Linked DNA regions of Mus musculus: all the other regions are linked to region 3. A link is a contact called in public HiChIP or PLAC-seq and promoter capture Hi-C data. All regions are on one chromosome and are shown on one strand. The core of a region is the stretch at or near the end of the contact, and the rest is flanking DNA. Distances in the headings are between cores, read along the strand shown.

What was found. Promoter capture Hi-C pulls out the DNA fragments that hold promoters and counts their contacts. HiChIP or PLAC-seq counts read pairs in DNA pulled down with a chosen protein or histone mark.
Region 1: a contact with region 3 is called in a promoter capture Hi-C map of liver, with 4 times the contacts expected there. The contact joins the promoter of Kat7 here to the promoter of Nfe2l1 in region 3. A contact is called at or near these places in 5 of 39 promoter capture datasets (3T3-L1-derived adipocytes, hippocampal neurons, liver and 1 more), 1 of 484 Hi-C or Micro-C datasets (B cells), 1 of 115 datasets of contacts at active chromatin or transcription factors (astrocytes) and 2 of 9 other capture datasets (adipose tissue and liver).
Region 2: a contact with region 3 is called in a promoter capture Hi-C map of pre-B cells, with 2.5 times the contacts expected there. The contact joins the promoter of Csf3 here to the promoter of Nfe2l1 in region 3. A contact is called at or near these places in 2 of 39 promoter capture datasets (liver and pre-B cells).
Region 4: a contact with region 3 is called in a promoter capture Hi-C map of liver, with 4 times the contacts expected there. The contact joins the promoter of Nr1d1 here to the promoter of Nfe2l1 in region 3. A contact is called at or near these places in 2 of 39 promoter capture datasets (liver and pre-B cells) and 1 of 115 datasets of contacts at active chromatin or transcription factors (pancreatic cancer cells).
Region 5: a promoter capture Hi-C map of pre-B cells shows a contact between it and region 3, with 2.6 times the contacts expected there. The contact joins the promoter of Fam117a here to the promoter of Nfe2l1 in region 3. A contact is called at or near these places in 4 of 39 promoter capture datasets (hippocampal neurons, liver and pre-B cells) and 1 of 9 other capture datasets (adipose tissue).
Region 6: a promoter capture Hi-C map of liver shows a contact between it and region 3, with 2.6 times the contacts expected there. The contact joins the promoter of Spop here to the promoter of Nfe2l1 in region 3. A contact is called at or near these places in 5 of 39 promoter capture datasets (the C10 cell line, hippocampal neurons, liver and 1 more), 1 of 484 Hi-C or Micro-C datasets (B cells) and 1 of 115 datasets of contacts at active chromatin or transcription factors (cardiomyocytes).
Region 7: an H3K27ac HiChIP or PLAC-seq map of bone marrow-derived dendritic cells shows a contact between it and region 3, with 6 times the contacts expected there. The contact joins the promoter of Ppp1r9b here to the promoter of Nfe2l1 in region 3. A contact is called at or near these places in 3 of 39 promoter capture datasets (erythroid cells, hippocampal neurons and pre-B cells) and 1 of 115 datasets of contacts at active chromatin or transcription factors (bone marrow-derived dendritic cells).

The regions. Positions count from the first base shown.
Region 1 is chr11:95,307,608-95,311,647 of GRCm38.p6, forward strand. Kat7 (K(lysine) acetyltransferase 7) reads right to left here and starts at 2,639. Exons shown (of 15, transcript NM_001195003.1): 1 at 2,428-2,639. The coding sequence starts at 2,442. It overlaps Gm11520 (predicted gene 11520), which reads left to right and starts at 2,809. Exons shown (of 3, transcript NR_155298.1): 1 at 2,809-2,846.
Region 2 is chr11:98,699,406-98,703,550 of GRCm38.p6, forward strand. It overlaps Csf3 (colony stimulating factor 3 (granulocyte)), which reads left to right and starts at 1,908. Exons shown (of 5, transcript NM_009971.1): 1 at 1,908-2,014; 2 at 2,099-2,271; 3 at 2,621-2,728; 4 at 2,975-3,121; 5 at 3,397-4,145. The coding sequence starts at 1,975. The coding sequence ends at 3,555. Gm38985 (a long non-coding RNA gene) reads right to left here and starts at 2,105. Exons shown (of 3, transcript XR_001780319.2): 1 at 2,032-2,105; 2 at 1,008-1,693.
Region 3 is chr11:96,827,933-96,831,858 of GRCm38.p6, forward strand. It overlaps Nfe2l1 (nuclear factor, erythroid derived 2,-like 1), which reads right to left and starts at 2,036. Exons shown (of 5, transcript NM_008686.3): 1 at 1,887-2,036; 2 at 1-291.
Region 4 is chr11:98,772,987-98,776,930 of GRCm38.p6, forward strand. It overlaps Nr1d1 (nuclear receptor subfamily 1, group D, member 1), which reads right to left and starts at 2,391. Exons shown (of 8, transcript NM_145434.4): 1 at 1,732-2,391. The coding sequence starts at 1,762. It overlaps Gm31862 (a long non-coding RNA gene), which reads left to right and starts at 2,425. Exons shown (of 4, transcript XR_880204.3): 1 at 2,425-2,828; 2 at 3,653-3,944.
Region 5 is chr11:95,334,971-95,338,851 of GRCm38.p6, forward strand. It overlaps Fam117a (family with sequence similarity 117, member A), which reads left to right and starts at 2,048. Exons shown (of 8, transcript NM_172543.4): 1 at 2,048-2,291. The coding sequence starts at 2,096.
Region 6 is chr11:95,412,737-95,416,653 of GRCm38.p6, forward strand. Spop (speckle-type BTB/POZ protein) reads left to right here and starts at 1,347. Exons shown (of 10, transcript NM_001359107.1): 1 at 1,347-1,668.
Region 7 is chr11:94,989,750-94,993,490 of GRCm38.p6, forward strand. Ppp1r9b (protein phosphatase 1, regulatory subunit 9B) reads left to right here and starts at 1,463. Exons shown (of 10, transcript NM_172261.3): 1 at 1,463-3,169. The coding sequence starts at 1,799.

The sequences.
Region 1 (4,040 bases), core at 1,389-3,888, 1.5 Mb before region 3:
TAAGCGGTTGTGAGGCTTGAAACAAGGTGCTTGGAACCCAGTCCTCTACAAGAGCAATGAGTACTCTGACCAGCTGAACAATCCCTGCAGCCCCACGTGTCAGGTTCTCAGAAAAACGCATGCCACACCCTAGCCATAACTCTCGGCCTCTGGAAGGGTGATGAGCCATGAAGATTACTTTACCTAGTAAGCACTGACACGTGCTCTTTTCTAAGCTGGACAAAGAGTACTTGCTGAAATCACTACAACTCCTCAAACTCAGTCCTACTATCTTTGGCAGGAAAAGGGAGTGGGACAGACGAAGGACTGAACTCAGGGCTTCCCGGCAGTAACCACACCCCACTGAGCTATAGCTTAGTCCCAGGCCCCAACGCTTTATTCAAAGAATAAGCTCCCTGGGGCCAAGTATGTTTGGAGTTACTAGATTCTTACAGAGGACACATATATCCTGTGATTAACAACCCACACTAAAAACATTAATATTTTCTAGCAAACAGAAATTTAGTATCACACTACATGAGGCATATAAAAAAACTAAATAACCTAAGGATAGATTAGGACAGATTGGCCATCAACCAAGTTACCAACATATTTACATTTGGGTTTTGTTGGTTTTGAGATAGGTTCTTGCTATTTAGCTCAGGCTGGCCTGGAATTTATTATATAACCCAGGTTTGCCTTAAGCTCAAGATGAGCCTCCTGCCTCAGCCTCCAGGATGCCAGAACTACAGGTGTGTATCACTATACCCAGCAAGAACTTACATTTTCTTCTTCTTTTTGAGTCAGGACACCCCAGCATATCAGCCATGTGTACCTCAAACTATAGAGATCCACCTCCCAAGTGCTGGAATTAAAGGCTTGTACCATAACATCCAGGAAGAATTTACATTCTCCACTTTTACATTTGGAAACTGCTAAAAGGAGACTAGATCATTCCAACAAACCAGTAGGTCTGTCTCTTGTATTTGGTATGCCTGGATATAAATACTACCTGTCGAGCTGATGAGATGGCTCAGCAGGTTAAGAGCACTGACTGCTCTACCGAGGGTTCTGAGTTCAAATCCCAGCAACCACATGGTGGCTCACAAACACCTGTGCCCTCTTCTGGTGCGTCTAAACTCAGCTACAATGTACTCATGTATAATAATAAATAAATCTTTGGGCCTGAGTGAGCAGAGGTCCTAAAAATTCAATTCCCAACAACCACATGAAGGCTCACAACCATCTGTACAGCTACAGTGTACTCACATACATAAAATACATAAATTAATCTTTTAAAAAAATACTACCTGTCAACTCTGGTCATTGCAAGAGACATTAATGTAAATATTTAACTTGGAAAGCTTCCATGAAGAGTGATCTCTGCAGAAATATGAATACCAACCGTCTATCCATCCAAATATTTCATTCAAAAATCTGACCACAAGTAAATAGAGGCACAGAATGTCACTAAAAGGCAAACTTTAGGGTCATCTCAGCCAAAGACCCTGACACCCGTCCATGACCTATCAATTCTGCCTGGCTTAACCCTGAAAATCAGCTCTTTACTTATTTCCCACGTTAACGGCTTTCTTACAGTGTATACAATTTCAAGCAGAGACTGTATGAACTATGGTTCTTTGTGTTCTTCTCTCAACAGCGATAACCCTTTAAGCCAGTGATCACGCATACTTTTCGAATTCCTAGCAACTAGCACGTAACACTGCTCTTTGCATTTTACGACTGAACATATGGGGCAAATGTCATACAGTTCAACAAACATTTACTGACCAGGAAATGTCAAACTGAACAAATAGGTGGAAGACGGTGACTGAGACGCAACAGGCCTGCGAGCTATCCCTTGGGGGTGGGCGCTGGCTTTCTAACCACCCATCCTCGGCTTTGTTGTAATCCCCCCACCAGGAAAGGAAAGTGGTCTTCCCAACTCGCCTTTACAACACCTATCGCCATCTCTATCCGGAAGGGCGGGGCGTTGGTCGCCCCAATCCAGGCCTTGCTAAGCCGCACCCGCCACAAGAACAGACTGCAAAGCTGGGCCAATAAAGAGAAGGGAGAGCATTCGCCACAGCCAGTCGGAGAGCACCGGGGCCAGACCGAGACACCGCCCACGCACGCGGGGAGGTGACCGTTGGGCCCAAACAGGCGGCGTCACCATCCAATCAATACGCTTCTAGACATTTCCGCGACCAATTAACAAGAACGCCTCCGATCCGGGCAAGCAGAGGGCGGGAATAGTTACAGGCATAGGCCGAGGCCAGGGTCGGGCCCACATTTTTCTGTCTGGTACCGAGAGGAGACAGAGTAGCTAGGCTAGGTTCGGGGGACCAGAAAGTTGGAACCCAAGCACGACGAGGCGTGGCCAACCGCGTCACGTTACTCAATCGACTCCCCTTAGAAACCCGCCATCCCTTCTCTGCCATTTCTCACCTTCCTTCGCGGCATTGCCGGCGGCTGCAGCCCGACGGTTCCGATTCGGGCGGCGGCAGCACCAGCAGGAACGGGGGCTCCGGCGGGCTCCGTGGCGGCCTCTGTAGCTGTCCCAAACCCTGCGGACGATCCCAAGTGCCTCCTACCTCTCAGCGTCTAGAGCCTTCTGCGCAAGCGCCGCGGGCTGGAAGCGCCTATTCCTTAACTTCCGGCTGAGGCTTGCGTCACCTGACCTTTAGGCCAGTGAGGATCATGGGAAGCTCGAAACTCTTAGTGAGGCCAGTCAGCGCCATTTTGGAATTGGGCAGGAGACGGCACCAGTGGTGAAACCTTCGGCTAGACCTTTTTAGTTAGGTAGGCGGCATTCGTGTGGGATTAGGTAGCCATGATTGTTTGGGGCAGAAGTCTGGCAGTTGAAGGTAACCGTTTTCATCTTTACATTGGGCAAACTCTTCCTTCCTCGTCGTTTTAATTTGTGGCGTGGAGGGAGGAAAACCCCAGAATCCATCAGGTTGTCGATCTTTAACTCTTTCATTTCCTAGTCGGCCGAAGGACGTTTCCGTTCATTCTGTAAACTCCGAACTGGCAAGAGATATTTTGCCCAAGGAACTGCTGTAAGAGCTATTCCGTGTTCCGGAGTGGTGTGAATGGGGCTTGAATAAAGGATTGACAGGGTCGTTGTCGGTCTTGAAGTGGGGTAGAGTGTTCTCTTTATGCCTTGTCCTTGCGTTAAGAGAACAAGAAGTAAGTTATGAGATGATGCAGAGCCATTCTCAGGATGCCGGAGCGCCAAAGAATTTCCAGTTTATCTCTGTTGTGAAACGCCCCCGGCTTATCAGTGCTCTGCTTTGGTTTGAGATCTTTGGGTGGCCCGGAGAGGGGCGGAGGACGTGGTTTGAATGTGAGGGTGCTGTACCAAAAGTCGGAGAAGTGTTGAACCTCATTCAGCCCGTGTGACCTCTGTAGCACAAATGCAAGAGCCAAGAACTGAGTGGAGAGAGAAATAGTATTTTGAAAGACACTAGAAAGGGAGTGGGTATTCAAGTAATAATAAAAGGCCATAAGAAGAAGAAATTAAGACTAGAAGAAAGAGCTATACGAAAAGTCTGGAACCAGGTGGGGGGGTGGGGGTGGGGGTGCATGCTTTTTGAAGCAGGCAGATCCAAATCATGAGCTTACGGCCAGCCTGGTCTACATGGCCAGTTCCAGGCTAGATCCTGTCTCGAAAAAGAAAAGTCTGGAAAGTGGTTTGTAGGCCTTGAAGTTTTAGCCTCAGAGGACTTGAAAGAACCAAGGTGAACCAAGAGTGACTTGCTGGAATCAAAGCAACCTCAGTAATTACCAAGATAGAATTCTGGTTCCAGATTTGTGTGTGTGTGTGTGTGTGAGCTGAGCACGCACTCATGACCAGGTGAGTGCTCAGAGGACAACTTTGGGGAATAGATTCCTAACTTCCACCTTTGTGGTGTCTCTGGGATCAAACTCGGGTCATCCAGCTTGCTGAAAGAGCAAGTGCTTTTATCCCCTGAACCCCCACAGGCCCCTATCAGAATTTCCATTTGAGGCTGGCTAACCTGGAGAGAGGCTTTAAGAACAGAATACAAACCTGATTG
Region 2 (4,145 bases), core at 658-3,157, 1.9 Mb after region 3:
CATTCTGAACGCTGCCCTCCGGTCTTTATTCTCCACTCTCCGAGGTGCACTCCAGCTGGCTGGTGCAATAGAGCAAAGGGGGCTTGTGCAGCTCATCAAGGCCACCCCTCATCTGCAGCCCACCAATTGGTAGACAGAACAAAATAATGGCAGCAAAAGATCCCCACCACCCCCTACACCGTGGCACTCAGCCTTCCTAATACCGAGCCCTTTAATTCAGTTCCTCATGCTGTGGTGACCCCCAAACATAAAACGATCTCATTGCTACTTCATAACTGTGATTTGGTACTGTTATCAATTACGATGTAAGTATCTGATACGCAAGATGTCTATCTGATATTCTATTCGACCCCTGTGGGTCTTGAGTTTGTGACATATAAAGTAGGCAGCTGTTGCCAGTTAGCATGTTTTAAGAATTAAATCTCGCCGGGCATGGTGGCGCACGCCTTTAATCCCAGCACTCAGGAGGCAGAGGCAGGCAGATTTCTGAGTTCGAGGCCAGCCTGATCTACTGAGTGAGTTCCAGGATAGCCAGGGCTATCGAGACAGAGAAAACCTGTCTTGAAAAACAAAAACAAACAAATAAACAAACAGAATGGGAATCCCTTGGCCTGTCCTCTCAAGCAGAGGCTATGTAGTTAATGTCCATGACATCTGTGGCCACCAGAGGGCACCCTAGCCCCAGAGTTGGCCCCACCCCATCAGGTATGCCTCAACATCAAAAAATGTCTATATTCCTTGGCCCCACCTTGGTGGGGGTGAAATAGTTCAGAAAGTACCAGATCGAGATGCCATCAGTCAGACAAGGAATGCCGTCCTCCTTTTTAGGTAGTAATACCCTGTTGGGACTGAGAGCGACTGGGATGTCCCTCCATCCCTACTACCCATGATTGGGCAAGGCATTTCCCTTTCTGGCCCAGTTCACAGAGGTGAAATCACCAAGGTCTCTTTCAGAGCTAACACTGGGCAGAGTTCTAGGATGGGAGATGCAGCTCCTCCTTTCTCACCTCAGCATGCATCGACTCAAGCCAGCTCACACCACTGCTACATAATGAGCAGAGATCGTCGGGACACTCCATGACCCAGCCTCCGACGCCCTCCAGATGCCCCAGACTCCACGACATCGAGGTAATGTGCCAAGGGAAGCAGAAAGGCAAGGTCAGGTGAGCCAGGAGCCCCAGAGGGTCTTGATTCATTCAAGACAGACATCCGGTTTCCTCTGGCCTCTCTGCCAGGATCCAGGGGCTTAAAGAAATGAGTCATAATGGGGGGTATTGGGGAGTTCCCAGCTAATCAGCCTGGGACAGAACGGCCTGAATGCTGGACCAATTTATTTTTATCCAAATGTGGGGCAGGCGTAGACAGCAAGACCCTACCTAGGGTGCTGTGGAGGGCTCCCAGAAAAGCAGGAGGCAGCCACCAGGAAGCTTATGGGTCTGAAAAGAGGACAGGTTCTTTCTTCTCTCGGGATGTTTGTCCCAGGTATAGGTGACTTGAGAATCACAAATGAAGGGCAGAGGGGGCTCCCCAAGCACGTCTGCCAGAGGATGGAGAGACAGAAGCAGTCTTGATCTGAGCACCCATTCTTCCCCAGGGTCTGAGTTCCTTGCTATCCCCTCCAGGGTTTCACCAGCCTTGTTGGACAACTCGGATCCAGATCCAACACCCTGCAGCGATTCAGGCCTGGGTGTGGCTGGAAGAGAGGAAGAGAGTTTGAGGGGGGGACAAGACGTCAAGGAAGGAACAGAGATTCCCCGATTTCACAAAAACTTTCGCAAACAGCTTTTCCCCAACCCCCTGCATTGTCCTGAGCTATCATCAAATTTGCATAAATCCTGGGAAGTTATTACTAAGCCTGAGTTGCCCCAGCCCCAGGTAATTTCCTCCCGGGGCCTTGATGGCTTTATGTATAAAGGCCCCCTGGAGCTGGGCCCTGGCAGAGCCCAGAGCTGCAGCCCAGATCACCCAGAATCCATGGCTCAACTTTCTGCCCAGAGGCGCATGAAGCTAATGGGTGAGTGCCCTGGTTACCTGCCCTGGGTGTGGAATGGAGAGAGGCCGGATAACAAGTGCCTCAGACCCGTCTGTTTGCTCCTAGCCCTGCAGCTGCTGCTGTGGCAAAGTGCACTATGGTCAGGACGAGAGGCCGTTCCCCTGGTCACTGTCAGCGCTCTGCCACCATCCCTGCCTCTGCCCCGAAGCTTCCTGCTTAAGTCCCTGGAGCAAGTGAGGAAGATCCAGGCCAGCGGCTCGGTGCTGCTGGAGCAGTTGGTGAGTGGGGTTGCCATAGGTGTGGAGGGAAGGACTTGGGGGGGGTAGCGGGGGAGGCAGGAGCACAAATGAGAAGAGGGCAGACTAGGAACACACAGCAGTTGACAGTGTTTGCCCAGTGTGCACAAGAGCCTAGATGGCACCCTCAGAATACTGACAGAAACATTGAGGAAGGGAACATGGGGGGAGAAGGGCACAGGAAAGAGAATGAGTAGAGACAGCAGTGGGACCTCTGGATGGGACAGTCCTTAGGGTCACTAGGAAGGTAGGGAGCTGAGAAGCCAGGAGGACCTGAGCTGGACAAAGAGCCTGGCCCAGGTGAGCACCCTCAGTATCCTTCCATCTACAGTGTGCCACCTACAAGCTGTGTCACCCCGAGGAGCTGGTGTTGCTGGGCCACTCTCTGGGGATCCCGAAGGCTTCCCTGAGTGGCTGCTCTAGCCAGGCCCTGCAGCAGGTGAGTATTTTCGGAAAAAGGAGGACCAGGAGGAGAAGGGGGAGGAGGGGGAGGAGGAGAAAGAGGGAGAGGAGGGGGAGAAGGGGGAGGAGGAGGGGGAGGAGGAAGAAGAGGGGGAGGAGGGGGAGGAGAAGGAGGGGAAGAAGGAGGAGGAGGGGGAGAAGGAAGGACTACATCCTACTATTTGGGCTCCTGAAGAGAGCAAGCATCCCAAGATGTACTGCCTAACCCTGCTATCTTCCCCAGACACAGTGCCTAAGCCAGCTCCACAGTGGGCTCTGCCTCTACCAAGGTCTCCTGCAGGCTCTATCGGGTATTTCCCCTGCCCTGGCCCCCACCTTGGACTTGCTTCAGCTGGATGTTGCCAACTTTGCCACCACCATCTGGCAGCAGGTGAGTACCATCTGGAGGGGGTCATGGCAGCACACCTGGGCACCCTGGAAGCTCTCTATATTTTCAGAGGCCTGTTTTTTGGGAAGACACCCCTCGCCCCCTACCCCGCTTCCTCCAGGCTGAGAGACAGACAGACTCTGTCCAGAGACAGACTGGGTTGGAGTCTTGGTCCTACCGTTAACGTTTAATGAGCCCCACAGGCCAACTTAACCAACTTCCCAGCACTTCCTCACCTCAAGGAAGGACTGATCCCTGACTTCATCTCCTCCCCACAGATGGAAAACCTAGGGGTGGCCCCTACTGTGCAGCCCACACAGAGCGCCATGCCAGCCTTCACTTCTGCCTTCCAGCGCCGGGCAGGAGGTGTCCTGGCCATTTCGTACCTGCAGGGCTTCCTGGAGACGGCTCGCCTTGCTCTGCACCACTTGGCCTAGACCTGAGCAGAAAGCCCTTTCCAGATAGTTTATTTATCTCTATTTAATATTTATGCATATTTAAGCCTACTATTTAAAGACAAAGACGAGAAAATGGAGCTCTAAGCTTCTAGATCATTCTCTCCACTTCCGAGTTTTGTTCTCCTGCTTAGAGCAGAGAGAGAAGGCTCTTGTGTCCTCCTGTGGAGGCCAGGGAAGGAGATGGGTAAATACCAAGTATTGATTCCTGCTGCTGCTCCAGGCACCCAGTTCTGTGGCAGTACCCCCAAAAAATCAGTGAGCCCTGCCGTGCTGAGGCACCATCTCAGGGGGGCCCAGGCAGCATCTGGTCTCCCTTCCGGGGGACAAGACATCCCTGTTTAATATTTAAACAGCAGTGTTCCCAAACTGGGTTCTTATATCCCTTGCTCTGGTCAACCAGGTTGCAGGGTTTCCTGTCCTCACAGGAACGAAGTCCCTAAAGAAACAGTGGCAGCCAGGTTTAGCCCCGGAATTGACTGGATTCCTTTTTTAGGGCCCTGCTGGCCTGGAAGTTGGAGTGGGGGGCAGAGGAGGCAGGAGGAAGCCTGGGGGGGGGGTTGGCATGGAGG
Region 3 (3,926 bases), core at 786-3,285:
GCAAAGTTGAGCCGTTCGATCGTTCCTAACACAGTCCAGGCGCTCAGGGCCCTCAACTTACTTCACCACAGCCCATACACAGTCACTTTCGGATTCACATTAGTTGTCCTCTATGGAGATCCACTGCAGGCTGCTCACACCAACAGCTGATGGAGTCTTTCTTTCCTCCTTTTTTTTTTCCCCCCCTTCTCCTTCCTAAGGTTTATTTTCTTTGGCTGGAGCTACAGGTCTTTGTCTTGGGTCAGAGTGTCCCGCCTCCTCTGCACTTACCAGGGGGGTTTCCAGAGAACCCTGAAATGGGAATCACAGAACAACAAGATAAGATTCCACACTCTTCACTTCATGGTCAGGGTAAGAAGCTCGGGCAGAGAGTAGGAAACACGTGTAAAGGTTACTTTTACACGGAAAAGCCAAGCCAAACCTGCTGTGCCAACTATGAAAGGAAAAGGAAGGAAAGAAGCACCCTAAATACTAAATATTAAATCTGCCACACTTCCTAAAAGGTCTTATTTGAAGCAGACTGTGCGTGCAAGGCATTCAAAACTTTCTTACACTTTGTCTCATTTACCAACACTCTTAATAGAACACATTACCCAGTTTCTAATTTTAGCACAAGAAGTCCATTTCCTATCCTTAAAAAAATTTGGTTTCCCATGTCATTGTCCTTTCCAACTCTAAAGAGAAGACAGAGATTATTACTGAGAGACTGTGAAAAAATACATGAAAATGTTCAGGCCTCCATTTCATATGCCTTTTTGTTATTCCAACTTTTGAAATCTCATTTCCCCTTTCCTATCATTCTTTCATTCGTTAATTAATTAATTTATTTTTTTAAATAAAAGACCAGCCTAATAGCACAGGCCACTCAGAACGTTGAAACGTTAAGATCAGGGGTTTAAGACCAGCCTGGTTTCAATAGTAAAATAAAAGAATGTCCAGGACAAGGATACAGATCACGGGTGCCTGGTTAGAGGCCCTAGGTCCAATCCCCAGTATGGCAAAATAAAAGAACAGGGTAGGGTACAGGAGGACAGTGGAAGATTGTGGAGCCGTGCTCCACCTGGAATTTGAATTCACAGGTTTTAGCTTTATTCACATGACCTTCTGAGCCAAAGCAGAAGGATATGGCCAAGTTCTCGATCTCACTTGCCAAGTGGGGAGAAGGTAAATTTGCCTTCCCATTTCTGATTTCTACTTTTGAGCTTCCATTAAATTCCTAAACTCCTCTACTGTGGCCCACTATCAACTTCGCTCTAAAGGTGAAGTGGGAGCGACACGTAGGAGACACACACACCCACGAATACCCTCATTCGGTTGAGTAAACATCCCTGCTTTTGAAACCCGCCCGTCCTCGCGCAATTTACTACTAAAACTTCCCAAGAGCCACTTAAAGTTTGAGAGAGCAGACAAAGTTCTTCAAAGCCCACAAGGCCAAAGAGAGAGCGCTCCGGCCCCAGTCCGGTCCCACCCTGCCGTACCCGAGTCTGGATGAGACCAAGCTGCCATGCCCACTCTCGCCGACGCGCCTCCAAGCTTTCTGGGACACGGAGCGACAAGTGCTACTTTGCTGGCCTTGACCCACCCTTAAAAGCGAGCCTCACCCCGCCCTCCGTTCCCCAGGCCCCACCCCGCTCGCGAGCCCAGCCTCACCACGCCCTCCCATGCCCTCGGCCCTTCTCAGTCCAGCCCACCCAGGAACACGCTTTCTGGTCGGCCCCGCGTTTCTTTCCGGCCGTGTCCAGGGCCCGAGCCCGATCAAGACCCCTCTCGGCCTCCCGGGTCCCGCCTCCTGCTCCTCAACCACATCTCGCCGCCCCTTATCCCACAAGCTTTCGGCCCTGTTGCACCGCGGCTATCTCGTTGGGGAAGGGAATTAGAGCAGGTACCCGCTGCTGAGGTCACAGTCTGTCGCTGCCGCCACAGCAGGCCCTCAGCCCAAGTCCCGGCCTCGCCACCGCCGCCGTCGCCGCCACCTCCGGCCGGCCTGGAGCGCCCAGCCTCGGCTTCCCTCCCCGCCCCCTCCTTCCACTGCACTCGGAAACCCGCCCGCCACGGCCACCCCAGAAACAGTTGGTCCAATCAGATAGCCGGGACTAGAGTCGTCACCGGATGTCACTTTGATTGACAGCAAAGAAAACCCAATAGTCGAGTTTGTGTCTGCCCACTCGGCACAGTCCTCCCGAGACTGACGTGGAGAGAAGTCCAATGAGTGTGCAGGCCCGCCCCCCGGTATGGACCCACCAATGAGTGAGGCGAAGGCCCTAGTGTCCGGCATTCTGAACCTCTCCGCTGCGGGTTGGAGGTGGGCGGTGTTGTAAGTTAGGTGATTCTAGCTCATTGTGTGCCTAGGAATGCGGTCCTTTAAGGCAGATAATGGAGCATTGACGCCGGAGCCCGAGATTCCGTCCTTGAGGGTCCCCACGGTGACTTGTAAAAGTCCAGTGAGATCCGAGGGGGGGGCCGAGGCGGAGTACGGAGCATGTGGCTCTGATGGTCGCGACGTTCGTGTCGCCATCTTGAGTCCTGGCAACGGAAACCGGTACCCCCTGTCTGCCTTAGAGCCTGGTGTAACCTGTTCGTCAGGCAGGAAGGGTGGCATCTTGTAGCCCAGGCAACAGTCAGGTCGTGGAAACTGCGGGGCAGACGAGGGCCTTAGAGAAATGTTGGTAGTGTGATAGATAGGACATAGTAACTCGTTTTTGCCATCAAAGAAACACCGGGAAGAGCCCCTCCCCTTCCTCTAACCTCGCACACAGCTTAGTTTTTGCTTTTCAGGAACGTTCCATCGTTGCCAGAGTTCCCCATACAACTATAGTACCAAAACATTTTTTGTGACTCAAATATAAGTGTGCTCTCAACATCATTTATTAGATTCCAAATTACAAAGCCTTTGTGAGATTCTTGTTCAGTGACCCTGTGGTAGGGGCCTGATAACGTTCCCTATAAGTAATTCTGATACAGCTGGTCCGAAGACCACATGTAGGAAATCATTGTATTGAAGTTTGTACTGTGTAGCTGTGGGACAGAGGTGAGATGCCAACTGAGTTCTTGTCTCCTTTTAAGAGGCCATAATCTAGTTGACAGTTCATTATTCGCTGTCCTTGTGCAATTAAGGACAAGGCCAACTGATAATGCAGCAGATAAGTTCACTTCACGCTGTGCTAGGAGAGTTAGCACCAATATGGAGGGGTTCTCAGAATGTAAAGTACGTTTCACAGATATAATATGCACCAAGAATTCAACTGATTCTTACAAAAATTATTAAGCTACCACATACCTTTTTAAATGGAAACAAATTATTTTGAGCTAGTTAACACTTTCAAAGACTGTTTTTACTTCATCGTTTTTTAGTGTGTCCCAATAAATTACTAGAATACAAAATTTATGAAAACTAGACATTTGTGTATTAATTGTTGGGTCTTCAAAACAACAGGCATAGTGTCCCATGCCTTTAATCCTGGCACTCTTGGAATCTTTGTGAACTCAAGGGCATTCTCATGTACGAAGAGTTCAAGATCAGCCAGGGCTACAAGTGTTGGGTTTCAGAGGGGTTATTTTACTTTACAAAGTAGACCTGGCCTCCAGGTCCTCCCAGCATTCCTCAGTCCTTACCTGGCATACTCACCCTCTACACAGACTCCCCACAGGCTCTTCCCTGTACAATCCAGACATTTAGTTCTCTTGGCCCCTCCCTTCTCTTTTCTCTCCCTCTGCACTTGTTTCTCTTTCTCTTCTCCCCTCCCCTCTGTCTCCCTCCCCCTGACCTTGTGGCTCCGGACCAGTGAACTCACCTGCCTGGAAGCAGTTTCCCAATAAACCTGCTTACATATACCCTGATCTGGCTTGAGTTGGCTCGTTTCACCGCTGGAGAAATAATTAATCATCCAGAACAGGCAGAGCTACATAGAAAGTTCCAGAACAGCCAG
Region 4 (3,944 bases), core at 1,141-3,640, 1.9 Mb after region 3:
ACTTAGCCTGGCCGGCCATGGGTGGAGTGGGGAAAGGGGAGGATCCTCAGACACGTGTGTGAGGTGACACATGCCATGCCACCGAGTCGACAGAAGCACATGTCTTGCTCACCCACTGACACACACTAAACCAGGCAGGGCAACCTTAAAATAGCTCAAGGTTGGTCAGGGTGAACCCTGCCTGTAAAATAAGTCACAGAATGGTTACCCGGCTATGGTTTCACGGCTGGGTTGGAGGATGGGTTATTTATGTGGACCTAAATGAACTTGACCTAGTTAATCCTGAAAGAGGGCATGAGAAAGTCACTAAAAAAAAAAGTCTTCCAACTTTGAAGTGATGGGCAATGCTCAAAAGACCCTAGCTCTCCATCTAGATGTGTATTGCTACCGATTAGCTTTCCAATATAGAGGAAATCAACTCTTGTCTCTTGGTCTCAGTTTTCCTTTCTATGAGTGGGGGGAAAAAACCCTGGGCGACGACACAAAGTAGTACGTTGTCAACCTTGATTCTAAGGTATTCCTGTTTGGGGGGGAGAAGACATTCATGGCATGCAAAGTCATACTCGGAGAACAGTAAACTTTGGAACATGGAAAAGTGAGTCTGAATGCAGAAAATGAATGTAGGCATGATTAGAATAAAGGGGTATAAGAATAATCTGGTGTGAGGTTTAGCTGGGACGTATAAACTTGAGGCCAAACAAGTCAGGGGTGCCCCCATATTACTCAAGTCTCGGTCATAGAGGGTAAGGGCCAGGCAGTCTGAGAGGAAAAGAAGCCAGGCGGGGGCGGTGAGTCAGCCCAGCTTCACCCAGATCTAGGCGGAGAAGGGCGGGGCGGGAGCCTGGCCCTCAGCTGGCCTCACGTCCCCACTCCACGTGTGCCCCTCGCACGTGGCACCCCAACGAGGAACCCCGGAACTCGAAGCACCGCCTTCTCCGCTTCCCTTCTGTCGCAAGGAAAACCCCGCCCTCGCCCCGCCCCTCCCGGGCGTCCTGGGTCGTAGGCTGGCCCTAAAACCAAGCTGGGCCGGGACAACTGAGGGGAGGAGAGAAGGCGACAAGCGTTGCTCCGGCAACTTGAGGGGCGGAGCTCATTATGTAACGAGGCCGGGAGGCAATGACCAATGAGATGGCGGCCACGGCTTCTACTGAATGAAAACAAATGCAGCACGTGGGCCCGGCTCTGCAGCCATGTGAGCCCTCCCCAGGCTAAGTCGCTGTGGGTGCCCTGCCTGGAGATGAGTCCCAAGCACCCGACTCCTCAAATGAAGCTCCCCACTGCCGCTGAGGATTCCCCTGTGAACTCTGACCCAGTCACGCAAACCCACCAGCCCGGATCGCCCCACTTCCCAAGACTACCTGGAAGTAGGCTAGAACTGTAGAAAAGGGAAAAGAGACAGGCATACTATAGCTGCAAGGAGTGGGCAAATGGGGACGTGTCCAGAGACTGCTTCAAAATGCTGAGTCTCCCTAAACTCTTCCACTCGCCACTGGTATCCACCCTCCATTTCATCCGTTCTCGGACTGAGGGGAACTCAGGGGGTGCTAGTGATGCGTTTTAGGCACATTCCCAGCCGTAATAACCCTCTTTAGAAATCTTACCTAGTGGCTTTCATCTTAGCACAGTAACAAACACCAGCCAGAGGGAATCCCCAATCCCTTACAAAGTTCCTCTCATAAGCCTTGGATGGAAATGGAGACAGTGACAGAGCAAAGATAAGAATCTCAGTACCTGTGTTGTTATTGGAGTCCAGGGTCGTCATGTCTTCACCAGCTGAAAGCGGTCATTCAAACTGGACCTTGACACAAACTGGAGGTTGTGATGGCCTCTCTCGCCCCCTGGGCAATGGCTGAGGGAGACGAGTGAGCCCCGCAGTTCGCAATCAGGATTCCAGGCACTGAGCAGTAAGGTCTTGGGGTGGCTATACTGCAGCCCTCCAGAAGGGTAGGACGCTGAGGCACCTGAGATCTGATTTGCATGGGAAGAGCAGAGAGTGTGTGTGTGAAGAATCAGCCTGCAGCAGTTCTGGCTATAAGGTAGCAAGGAGAGTCGGGTCTCTGCAGTGCACCGGATGCCACTCCTGAAGGCTCCGCAGTGAAGCAGGGTAATGAATCTGGAGCTCCGGGTGCAAAAGTCCCAAAGGAAGAGAAGCTGCAACCAGGAAGTAAGTAGGTGATGGAGAAATGAGGCACCAGGACGCAAAGAGAGACGTGTGCCCTGCTACGTTTCCTCAGCAGTAATATTTCACTCTGCCAATCTCAACCGCCTTTTGCCCGAGCCTTTCCCTGGGACAGAGGGCTCTGCGCAGGCGCCAGCAGCCCAGGGTTCCCGGGCCGCACGCGGCACTGGAGCAGGTACCATGTGATTCCAGGGAGCGCCTCGTGCCCCAGTGACACACTTTTCCAGCAGCCGGCACGTTGAGATCTGTGCGCCTGCGCACCGCCAGGATTGTTGGGATTTGTAGTCTACTGACAATGTAGGTGGAGTGTGCCTATTCCTTTTCTGCTTTGCAAAAGTGCTTGCTGGCAGCGGGGAGGAGCTGAAAGTGGACTGGGGTGGGGTTTTCTGAAGAGTCAGGGTGGCGTGTTTGGAAAGCCTTGTATGGCAAGGGCATGTGAATTCCTGGGGAGGGCCTGGCAAGCTTTACTGCTCCGTGGAAGATCAAAGCTAAAAGGCCCTTTCTGCAAACCTAGCAAACGTGAGAGCTTCACGTGATTGGAGAACTGACCTCACCCTGAGGTTAGTGGTGACTAGGGGGAGAAAGACAAGCTGGGAGGAGAGATTTCCCTTAAATCAAGAACTTAAGCATCTTTTGCTATGGTGACAAGGTGGGCGACAAGCAGTGTAAATAAAACCCCTTTCTCTTCTTCACCCTAACCCCAGCCCCCACGGGTAGGACTGGCATAGCACGGGGATATCCCTAGGGACTCCCTGTTTGCTTATATGACACCACACTGCCCACTCAAGTGACTTTGGGGTGAGTCATTTCCCTTTGTCTGGGAAATAAAAAGGAGAACAAAGGGAAAGTGCTCTGAGGTCCTCATAGAGAGAGGGGGGTCTGCTCTCTGCAGGGCTTCATGATAGCAGAAGAAGCCCACAGTTTAGGGAGAACATGAGGATCATTTAACTCCCACCCCTCAACTCCCCGAATTGGCAGGGTGTAGTGGCTCGTGCCTGCAATCACCGTCCTTGAGAGGCTGAGGTAGGAGGACTGTCGTGAATTTGAAGCTGACTTGAGCTGCAAAGCAAGCTCCTACTAAGCGAGGAGGGAGTGAGGATCTTCCCTCCTCTTACTGAAGAAGAAAAGGGACCGCCATCTCAGGGACTGGCTCAAGGTCAGGCATTCACTGCTTATTTCTTGTGACCGTCCCGTCCCTGAGATGGCGGATAAATGAGCACATGAAGCACTTAGCATCTCTCTCAGAGCAGCAGTCATCTCAGGAGTGAGAAACACAGAGGCCTGGGGGAAGGGGTCTGTTCTCTGGGGCTTGGGTTGTAAAGAGAGATGGACACGTATCTTCAAGCAGTCGAGTAAGCCCCAGCCACCCTGCTCCTATCTCCAAGTCCTCTGTAATCTCTACACTTGGGGATGGAGGGGGGGTGCTTTTTTTTTTTTTTTTTTAACCTTAAGTCTTTCTCTACTTGCACTTAGGAAGCTCCAGAGAGTTCTGGGAATCCTGGGAAGCAAGCTACCTTGGAGTCAGAGAAAAGCATACGGGGAAACTGAGCCAGGAGGACCACTTTGAGCTCAGTGATTTGAGACTTAAACAACATGAGACCCTCAAAGCTGGAATTAGGGGTACCAAGGAGAAAGAAAGCTGAATGTTAAGGTCAATGATCTTGACCGGGTTAACCACTGATCATCTGAAGGTTAGACTTTAGCCCTGTTCCCTCGTGCCTAACGGGCTTGGAAAAGAGGGGGAGCAAGCATTTCTCCCGCTGCC
Region 5 (3,881 bases), core at 798-3,297, 1.5 Mb before region 3:
AAAAAAGTTCATGAAACGTTTTATAAGCATAGAGATCAAGCAAGGCTCAGATCTGGAGTCAGCCTCCAGGGTAACCCCGAGCATGGGGCTTCTTTCCAAAGACTCAGTAAAGAGGGCATAGTAGCCACCTCTCACTTTCAGTCATAATGGATGAATGAAATAGTATGCAAAGTACTTGATATGTATCTGGCATGCAGGAAGGGATTCATTGAATATTAGGGCTATTGCTGTTGGTTTTCTCAGTGAGGCTGTGAGACCCAGGGGTGGAATACGCCTTGATAAAGGCAGAGATCTGAAGTGTATGAGAATGTTGAGCTAATTGAAATTGAGAATTCAATCTGCTTCCCTCATTTCCCTCCATAGCCGGAATCAAACCTAAAGCTTTGAGCATTCCAGGCAGGTATTGGCCCACTGACCTCCATCCCCAGCCATCAGATGTACTTTTTAAAGCTGAGCTAGCCTGAGAATGGCTGAGTTTTAATTCCAACCACCAGGTCTTATTCATCCCTATCAGGCATTTAGTAAGACTGTCGTCCTCATGGAAAAAAAAGAGTACTATTTTCTTCCATCACAAACAATCTATATGTCAGAGCTTGAAGCAAATCGTTCAAACATGAAAGTAGTGTCTTTGCAGAGAAAAATCTTTTCACAGTATGTTCCTTTGCCTCCATGTTCTGTGTTCTGGTCTGATTTTAATATTCAGCCAACTGTTGCATTCCCACTCTGAGCGTTATCTGCTTTCAGTATTGGATCCCAAGGTACTCTCGCAGCACGCACACCCAGTTTACTCCCTTTCCTCTGATTAGTAAGTGTGGCTTCAAGGGAATACCTTTAAAAAAAATACTAAACTCGGTAGAGACTGAAATAGAAAGACAAATCGGTAGCAAGGTCAAAATTAGAATTCATAACTAAATATAAATCTAGAGGGAATTATCCAATTACTTGGATGGTCCCTTCTCACAGACAGTCCAGCGTTAATTGGCTCTGTTTCTTTTCCATATATAGAACAAAGTAGCAAGAGTAATGGATTTTTTTTTTTTGAGATGCATTGTTTTAATAGTATCTTAAATACTGCTTTTTCTTTTTTCCGAAAATGTGTTCACATATACATAGCATATAATTTTCACAGCTTGCCAGTATTCTCTTTGGGGACCATCTGGTCTTTGACTTGTAGGTCAGAGAGCAACTGAGCTGGAAAGACAAAGATTTCCTAGTGGAGTCACTATCAAACTTGATCAGATTTATCATTTACTTTGTTTTGCTAGGTACACTTACAATGGATGGTTCTGAAGGGAAATTCCCAGCTCCCTTTTAAAGGCTCAAGTTAATTTACAGACTAACAGCTGTTTTTATTGAGATTGGACCAGCTTCAGGAAGGGACTTGGAAACGTAGAAGACAAATGAGTGTCATGTGAGGCGAGGTAGCCATTAAATGTACGAATTTAATGCAAAGCTCATGCAAATGATAGGCAAACCTTCTATAAATTTATCGAATCTCAGTTTGGAGTTTGTCAGCTGCAGTGAAATCTCATGAGAATTGAAAACTAATGTTTTTTAGTTAAACTAAATGTAATGGCTTTTGAAGTTAGGCATTCTCAGTCCCATTGAAACTGCTTAGAGTTTGACACTACCACCTTTAAAGATTTCAGTAGTGTTTGATTCCAGTCCACATCCAGCCCCGCCCCCTGCACAGCCTGACATCACATGGCATATATTTGCATACTACCTGGGACTGGGTGTGACGATCCTCCCCTTTGAACCTTCTCATTGGCAGTGCTGAAGAACCAGCCCTCTACTGGAAGGTCCAATCGGCAGCCTTAAGGACATTAAAAAAAAAAAAAAAAAAGAAAAGAAGAAAATCAGGAGGGTGGGGGTCTTGACTTGATGGCTGAGCACATGGACCAATCATCCTCGGAAACAGAAGAGCCCCGCCATGGATTGGTTGAGGGGGAGGTCCTGGGACTCTGTAGGCCAATTAGAACTCTGGGCCGAGGGGGCCGGTCCGCGCCCGTAGGGCAGATAAGTAGCGGCCGCGGGGGTTGGGGGCAGTGTGGGGCTCGCCGTGGGGGTGAGGCGGCAGGTAGCCGGGTGGGCCATGTCCGGGGCCGCAGCGGGCGGCCGAGGCGGAGGTTCCTGGGGGCCGGGGCGCGGAGGGGCGGGGGGTCTCCGGCGGGGCTGCTCTCCACCGGCGCCCGCTGGCTCCCCCCGGGTCGGTCTGCAGCCACTCAGGGCTACGGTCCCCTTCCAGCTGCAGCAGCCTCACCAGCGCCGGGACGGGGGTGGCCGCGCAGGTGAGCCGGGTCCGGAGCGGGTGCTGGGGCGACGGGCTGGAGAGTACTAGAAGTAGATGGGAGGTGAGAGAAGAGAAAAAGGGGCGCTCAGAGTTCGCGAGGGCGGAGGGAGCGAAGGCGAGCAGCTGCGAACCTGCGGTGCAACTCCGGGACGGGGTGCCGGGTGCATGGGCCGGGGACCAGAGGGGAGGGACCTGGCAGATGGAAGCTAGCTTTGGGGGGGCGTAACCGAAAAGTGGTCCGAAGTGTCCGCCCGGGCGGTGTGAGAAGTGCTAGAGTGCGTGCAAGGAGTGTTGTGGGCGTCCGGAGTCGAGGGCTTCACTGGGAGCCAGAACCGGTGGGCGCTGGACGCCTGCTCAGTGAGGGGGAGGGGCATGGAAGAGAGCCGGGTGGAGCCATGTGTTACTTCTCCTGCTTGAGTTTGGCCCCAGCGTCTCTCTCTATGGCTCTCGAGTTCCTTTCTTCACCACTTCACGTGCGCTTTCACATTATGCTTCTTCCAGGAGATGATTTGAACTCAGCCCGTTGGAATAAGTTAGTTTAACGGCTTTTACTTCGGTGCAAACATACCTCTGTTACCGATTTTCTACATTCCTCTCGGGGTAGCCCCGAAGTTGAATGTTCCCATATCTCTGACTTGCTTAACATGGCTGTCTCTTTCCAGTTATTCTGTGCGTGTGTGCTTATGTACAGGAGTTGGGCAGTTTGCATCCTACTTCTTGCCTCCTCCGAAGGTGTTTTGCCCTGAGCATTCCCAGCCAACGTGGCAGTGGAGTGCTTACAATCAAGTATGCTGTGTTAAATACCCCACTTTCTGAACAGCGCCGAAGCAGTTTCTTAATAGCAGCTTGATGTGGTGGGTGTGGGGAAACTAGGGTGGAGCAAATTTAACCTTGCTTTCACACTTAAGGCTGTGATGGGACCCACAATTGCAGGCCCTTTGGAACGGAAAGGGAACCTACTTGCATGAGGAGGTTGGCAGTAAGTTAAAAGTGAAGTTTGCGTTTGATTCACACCAGATGTGAAAGGATCATTGCACACTTCCTAAGTCTAAGTTTGTACCAAATGTACAGAAGCTATGGTCCCTGCCATCCTACTGTGACAGTCCCTACACCAGTCTCTTGTGCTTTCTGCAGATGACTAAGCTTGGACATTGCATATCCTCTTCCTGAAGGTATTCTGTTACAGGAGTCTTGCTAGATAGGAATGGGATTCATCGGGTCTTTGAGGTAGAAAGCCAAGTCTATTTGGACCTCACTGTATGTGCTAGTATCACATTCTGGAACGCAGAACTTGATCAAATCTGGTAGCAAGATGGTGACCAAGTAGTCAAAGTATGTGTAGAATCTGGTGGTATAGAAGAAGGCAATGCCCAGACAAACTCGTGCCTATCGTCAACTATAAAGCAAACCACAAGACTACAAACCTGTTGGTTTTGTTTGGGCTTCCTTGAAACCCAGGGAAGCTAGAGCAGCAAGCACCAGAACCTTCATCACTCTCGGGAGAAATTGACAGAAGCCTTGCCCGTGCAGTAGTTAGAAATTGTTTAGCCATCATTTTAAGAGCAGTTGTTTTGTGATCCCTACAGAG
Region 6 (3,917 bases), core at 97-2,596, 1.4 Mb before region 3:
CTGGGCTGCCAGCCTTCCCTGCTGAACAGGCTCACCAGCCACTGGGTGCCAAGGAGCATGTGGCAAGAGATAGGAGCAGAGTCTCCTGGAGACTGTCCCAAGGCCTGGAAAGCAGTAGGGTGCCAGGAAGCAGCTCTCAATTAGGCTGCAACCCTGTTACCTCATGACCCACAGGGTCACTGGGTTGATCTCTCAGAGCTAGGTGTGTGCTTGATATGTGTATGCAAGAGGCAGTCTGCTTTTGCTTTTGAGAGCTTGATTCAGTAATAAAATATTTTCTTTTAAGTTTAAGGTAATCGAAGAATGTAACACAAAGATGACTGTTTTCTTCCAGGGCCAAGATGCTCTGAGACAATTCTACCCAACTCCAGAATCACTTTTGGTCCATGGGAGCTAAGACATGAGACAGACTGGGGACCCGGATGGCTTAGCCAAGGAATTGTCACAGAATCAGCTTCCTCTCCATTGGGTCTCTCTCTCTCTCTCTCTCTCTCTCTCTCTCTCTCTCTCTCTCTCTCACACACACACACACACACACACACACCCCTTCTGCCTTTCCCAGAAAGAACAGCTCTTTGGTTATTGTTGTCAAATGCTAATTTATTTAGTTTTCAAGACGCGGTATCACCTTGTAATTCTAGCTGACTGTGAACTCAGTAAGTAGACCAAGCTGGCCTTAAATTCACAGAGCTTCTCCTGCCTCTGCCTCCCGAGTTCTGGGGTTAAAGGTGTGCCTCACAGTACTCTAGCAAAGTACCTTATAAATGTTAGCATTTGCAGGCTAGGCTTATTGGACATGGATCTCTATGAATTTAAGGCCAGCCTGTCAACAAAGAGAGTGCTAGGTCAACCAATCCTATAGAGCAAGACCCTATTTCAAAAAATAAAACAAACTAAAACACATGTTAAAAGTTCTTTAAAAAGTATTTTAGCTGAGAGTTGCCTAAAAAAGAAAGTAAGAGCTAAGTCATCGGTAATCCACAAACTGCACAACTAGGTTTCAGTTGCGAAATGCCTGTTGCTGCTCCACCCACCCGGTCCCTGGATCTCAGCTTCCTTCCTCCATTCTGGCCTCGCACCTCAGCGCGAACTTCTGCGCGCTGCACGCGACCCCCTCCGAGTTCCCGCCTCTTTCCACTCTGGCTCCGCCTTCCGCCCAAATTCCCGGGCCCTGGCACCACCTCGCGACGCTTGCGCACTAGGGAAGGTAGGCGGAGTCTTAAAAGAGGAGGAGCTGGAGAGTCTTGAGCGGGACGGGGTGGGGCGGGGCAGGACGGGGCGGGGCGAGGCGGGGTGGGGCGGGGCGGGAAGCTGGGGGGAGGAGGCCGCGCGGGGTGGGGCCCGGCGGGTACGCGCTCGCTGCGTCGACGTGCTGACGACAGGACGCCCAGGCCGGTGTGTGTCGGTGTGTATGTGTGTGTGTGTGTGTGTGTATGTGTGTGTGTGTGTGTGTGTGTGGTGTGTGTGTGTGTGGTGTGTGTGTGTGTGTGGTGTGTGTGTGTGTATGTGTGTATGTGTGTGTGTGTATGTGTGTGTATGTGTTTGTATGTGTGTGCGCGCTCCAAGAGTGTATTTGTGTATCGGCGGTCCCGCAGGTCCCGGATGTTGCGGGCAGTATGAGGCGAGCGCAGGGGGACAGGGACCAGCAGCTGTCGCCGCCGTTCTCAGGTGAGTGTGTGTATGTGTGTGTCAAGAGTCGAAGAAGGGGTTGGCCTGTTGGGGTGCGGGGTTTTTCCTTGAGAAGTGACTAAACCCTCCCCCACAACACACACTTTTCCTAATGTACTATTCTCTGCCCCATTTCCTATGTTGGTTTCCTGGCCCGAGGAAGCCAGAGCCTAGTCAGCCGTCCGTTCTTCCTACCTCAAGCATTCTGGAAACACAAACGCGCCCCCTGCCTCCTGCCTCCCTCACCATCATATCCCCAACCCCATCCCCCTTGCCAAATAGTGAGCTGTCGCCTGCGGCGAGATGGGGAACTGCGCATGCTCGAATGTGAAGGAGCTCCGGGTGCCTGGTCGCTGCTTCAGGACGCATGCGCATTGCTGTTTTGCAGGGACCTGCGGGATAAAGAGCCCCTTGACCACGAGCCCGCCTTCTTCGCTAGACTTGCCACCCAATAGTGAGCTTGTCGCTCCGATCCGAGAGGGAGAATTTAAATTATGCGAGGGATTTAAGGACAAAGCACTATTTGCATCTGGTGTTGCCCTAGAGACTCCCAGGCTACCAACGCCTCCTAGAGCCAACGTGTCCCACGCTGACCCTTCTTTTTGAAACTTAACTGCTACTTCTACTTCTAGTATTACTTCCCTTTCCACCACTCCCGTCGTCATGCTGAAACCTTACTACAAACTTCCCCTAAGTTTAGGAGTAAGTCCAACTCGTTATTCTGGCAGGGGATTTTGATAGTCTTGTTAAAAAGGATTTGTTAAAAGGTCCATTAAAAAAGAAACTAAGGTGGGAATTTCTCTTTAGTAAAATTCTGAGTTGCCTTTACAGAGTAGCTAAGGAAGGGATAAGTGCCACACACAGACTTGAGGTAACAACAAAACAGAAATCAAGCTGTCAATCAGTAGCTTCATTTCAGCCCTTTTACTTAGTGGGACCTTTTTGGTTCATTGTGTGTGTGTGTGTAAGTTCTTCCATAGCGTTTCAGTTTAGTTATACATTTAGTTGTACAGTTTAGTTGTACATTCTGTGACAATATGGAAACAGGGGTAATCAGAAACAATTGAACAACTTGTCCAGAAGTATTAGTTTCAAATAATTTGAGCACTAATTCTTTCATATTGGCAAGTTCCAAAAAATTAAAATGAGGAACTTTACAAAAATATTCCAGTGACTTAGGTCCCAGAGTTTTAGCTGACAGACTGCAGTTGGTTCTTTAGTTTGGTGCTGTGCCATCCCTCTTAGAAACTTTGTCTTAGCTCTACCATGTAGGGAAAAAGATGTTTTATTTGTTTTTGATATAGTCAAGTTGTTATGTAGCCATGACTGGCATGGAATTCCCTATGAAGACCATGCTGGTCTCAAGACTGTATTCACAGAGATCTGCTTACCTCTGCCTCCCTAGTGCCAGGTATACATTTGGTCCCAAAGATAAACACTTTCTACTAGCAAAAAGTTTGCTGAATTGTATTGAAATGAATAGCTAACTTGTTGTTGGGTGGAGAGAATGGAAAAGGGAGGGGCATCTTTTGTTTTTCAGTTGTCTGGCTAACCTAATGTCTCATACTCTTGGGAGTGGGACATGAATCAGCCTTGTTTTGAAATTCCTTTTCCTTTGTGTTCTTTCTTTGGTATTCTCACAAGACATAATTTTGGTTGGCATTTTATCCCTAGAACCTCATGTTCTTGGTCTTGAAAGTGTATGAACACTTCTCACTTCCTCATTTAACTGGGCTTTATGTGGTTCAGTTGTCTGTCTATTGTGCTGTTTCCAGTTGCCATGTTGCACTTGGATCCAGAGGATGACACAGAGCAGCACAGGGGTTGGGGGCAGGGGCACATACATCATCCTGTGCTGGGAAAGAGCTGGATCCTCAGTCTCCCACCCCTACCCTCAGCCCTCAACATCCCCAGTAGTATAAGTTACTGTGTCAACTCCACATTTAGGATCAGGGCACTTGGCATCCTTTTGGTATTTTGGTGACTACACCTCTTAAAAAAGTTATTGCAGAGGCTAGTATGGTAGTGGGAAGAACTTTATGAGGTGTACGTCCTTGCCTGGATCAGGCTGTTGTAAAATCTAGAAGGGAAGCTAATGAGGTAATCCCTGTCTGTCTTCTCTGTAAGCTTTCTTCATTTGGATGCTTTGTTCTTATCTGGAAATGCTTTATCTCTGAATTCACTGAAAGCCTTATTTAAGTTTTTCCACGGTGCAAAAGCTTGGGATGCTTTTAGGATTAAGATAAGTT
Region 7 (3,741 bases), core at 213-2,712, 1.8 Mb before region 3:
GCTGGGCCAGGCCAACCGGAGAGAGTGAGAAAACGGGAAGAGGAGGAAGAGGATGGAGGGGAAGAGGGCGGGGGAGGAGGCAGAGGCCGCAGGAAGGCCTGAGATGCAGGAAGCAGCTGGGGAGAGGGGGGAGGCTTTGTGCCTGAGTTGTTTTCTGGGTCCTAGTGTCCACCCTGTTCAGTTCCTGGGAATCTACCAACGACTGGAGGAGCTACACATCTAGACCTGACTGAATATTGGACGGATCCTCACTGCTAGATTGGGGAAGGATAACGGGCATAACAAGGCCCCTTGTTGTGTATGTGAGGAATGAAGGAGCTCTAAAGAAGCTGAGTTTTCAAGGTGGGATTTGTAGGGTACACACACACACAAACACGCTTGCACACAAGTGACCAGAATCCTCTAAGTCTGAGACCCAACGTAGAACTCTCAATAGGGAAACTTTAGCCCTGGGACTCTAGAATCATTCCTTCCAACCTCCCCCAACACCTTACAAACCTTCCTGTTTCAGAGATCTTTTCTGGCAGGTTATGAAGGCCAGGATTCTATACCTCTCCCCAAAGGGGTAGGTGAACAACGTCATTTTAAGACTTCCCAAGGCAAAAAAGCATCTTTGGTAATCTCCTGCCATATGGGTGATGTAACCCCCAACCCTGTCCCTTTCTTCATTTCTCCTCCGGACAGAGCACCACAAAGATTGCTGGGCCCAAGTTTTACATTCTGAAAGATGAAAAAAAAAAAATTCCTATGGGGAATTGTTAAAATGAAGAATCCCAGGTTCCGCCTCTGAGATTCCCCTTCACCTTTGGGAAGGAGCTAGAAATTATGTACTTTGATCTAGCACCCAAAAGTTTTGTTGCTGGTACCCCTGAACACTCTAAGGACCTTTAGAGAAATGATTAAGGGCCCTCCCCACAGAACCCCTTCACTTTGTGGGAGGAGAAGGCCAGTTCCTGCTGTGGCTGGATGGCTCCCCGCCCCCAGGGTTAAATGAGGGGACGCCTAAGTGGATTGTGAAAAGCCGAGTTTGGGATGGGAGGGCTGAAGAAGAATAGCCAAGGTCGGTGAAGCTGCGGAAGGCTGTCCGCCAACTATGAGTAGGAGAGACCAGGCGACAGGGTGGAAGGGAAGGGGAGGGCTCACAGGCTCCGGCCCCGGAAATCCGATCCCTTTAGGACCCAGTGGTACCAGTCCCCCAGCGGCGGCGGCGAGAAGGGCAGCCGCTCGGTCTCCGGCAGCCGCGGTTCGGGCAGAGCTAGAGAAAGACCGAGGCTCGGGGCGCGGGGGGGAGGGAGGGAGGGAGGGAGGCGCGGCGGAGCGGCCCGGGTCAGCGGAGCAGCCACGGGCGCGGGGATGCCGGGCACCCCGAGAGCCAAGGCCCCCGGCCGGAGTAGGGGGCGCCTGCGCCGCCAGCGCCGCTGACACCGCCTCGGAGGATGTGAGCCGGTGCCGTGGCCGCTGCTTCGCGGGCTGGGCGCGCGGTCCCAGCAGCTCCAGCCAGCCTCCGCTTCTTCAATTTGGGTGGGGGCGACCGCACCAGGCCGCTAGAGCTTTCGAAGGGGGCTGGCTGTCTTTGGCAGCTTGGTTGGGGGAGGCGACCCACACAGGGCGCTCGGAGATTTTTTTTTTTTAAAGCAGGGTTAACTGTTTTTTGGCAGCTTGGTTTCTGGGGGACTCTATAGAAGGCCTTTCGGGATTTCTTTCTTTGGGGGGAGGGGGCGGTGGTCCCGACTTGGCCAGCCGCCTGCTGGAGGGGGGCAGCGGGGAGCAGGGGGATGCGAACCCGGCTCCCCCAACCATGATGAAGACGGAGCCTCGGGGGCCCGGGGGTCCCCTCCGGAGCGCCTCCCCGCACCGCAGCGCCTACGAAGCGGGCATCCAGGCACTAAAGCCTCCCGATGCACCCGGGCCCGACGAGGCACCCAAGGCGGCCCACCATAAGAAATATGGCTCCAACGTCCACCGCATCAAAAGTATGTTCCTGCAGATGGGCACCACCGCGGGGCCGCCGGGTGAGGCAGGCGGAGGCGCAGGCATGGCCGAGGCCCCACGGGCGTCCGATCGCGGGGTGCGCCTGTCCCTGCCGCGGGCCAGCAGCCTGAACGAGAACGTAGACCACAGTGCCCTGCTCAAGCTGGGCACCAGTGTGTCGGAGCGCGTGAGCCGCTTCGACTCCAAGCCCGCGCCCTCGGCGCAGCCCGCTCCTCCGCCGCACCCGCCGTCCCGGCTGCAGGAGACGCGGAAGCTGTTCGAACGGAGCGTCCCCGCGGCCTCGGGTGGCGACAAGGAGGCCGTGGCGCGGCGGCTGCTGAGGCAGGAGCGCGCCGGCCTGCAGGACCGGAAGCTGGACGTCGTGGTGCGCTTTAACGGCAGCACCGAGGCGCTGGACAAGCTGGATGCTGACGCCGTGTCGCCGACGGTCAGCCAGCTCAGTGCGGTCTTCGAGAAAGCCGACTCGAGGACCGGCCTTCACCGTGCACCCGGCCCCCCTCGGGCAGCCGGGGCGCCCCAGGTCAACTCGAAGCTGGTCACTAAGCGGTCCCGGGTGTTCCAGCCACCGCCGCCGCCTCCCGCCCCGTCGGGGGATGGCGCGACCGAGAAGGAGCGTGGCCCCGGAGGGCAGCAGCCCCCACAGCACCGGGTGGCCCCTGCCCGACCTCCGCCTAAGCCGCGGGAGGTGCGCAAGATCAAGCCGGTGGAGGTTGAAGAAAGTGGGGAGTCTGAGGCCGAGTCGGCTCCCGGGGAAGTGATCCAGGCCGAGGTGACGGTCCATGCAGCCTTGGAGAATGGCAGCACCCCGGCCACCACAGCCAGCCCTGCACCCGAGGAACCCAAGGCCGAAGCGGTCCCCGAGGAGGAGGCGGCGGCGTCAGTGGCGACGCTAGAGAGGGGGGTGGACAATGGCCGGGCCCCGGACATGGCACCTGAGGAGGTGGATGAATCCAAGAAGGAGGACTTCTCGGAAGCGGACTTGGTGGATGTGAGCGCCTACAGTGGACTCGGGGAGGACTCTGGGGGCAGTGCCCTGGAGGAGGACGATGAAGAAGACGAAGAGGACGGGGAGCCCCCCTATGAGCCGGAGTCAGGGTGTGTGGAGATTCCCGGGCTCTCAGAGGAAGAGGACCCGGCCCCGAGCCGGAAGATCCATTTCAGCACCGCACCGATCCAAGTGAGTGACCCCCCTTGGGCCCCCCGAGCTGCCCTTGCCACGTGCGTGTGGTCGCTCCCGCCCAGACATCCGTGTTTGGCAGGCTGAGTCAGCCCCTGCCACCCAGCCGGGTTCCCAGAAGTTCCCACAATGAGGGAGGCGTGGGGGAACTTCCAGCTGTTTGTCAGAGTGGGAAGGTTTTCAGGTCTGTGATTGTGAAGGTAGCCTGCTGCGACCTGCCCTCAGGTTCCTAACCCCGCCCAGCATCCCTCCCTACTCCACGCCTACTCTGGGACACCTGCTCTCTCTTCCTCCCCCAGACATTCTTTCTTCCAGAAGCTGCCAGAGGCTGGGACTTGGCTGCCCTGAAGGGGTGTGGGACATGTCCTGGGGATACTGTTCCTACACATGTGCTGTCAGGAAGAGAAAGGTGGGGAGCTTAGGGACGCTTCCTGCTTCTGGATGTGTGAGGCTTGGCTCTGTCTGGGGTGACAGAGGGGAGCTAGGAACTTCCCCAAACAAAGATACAGTGGAAGGCTGACCCTCTTCCCTGCTAGTACTCCCACTCCCACTTTGCAGAAGTGAAAGAAGGA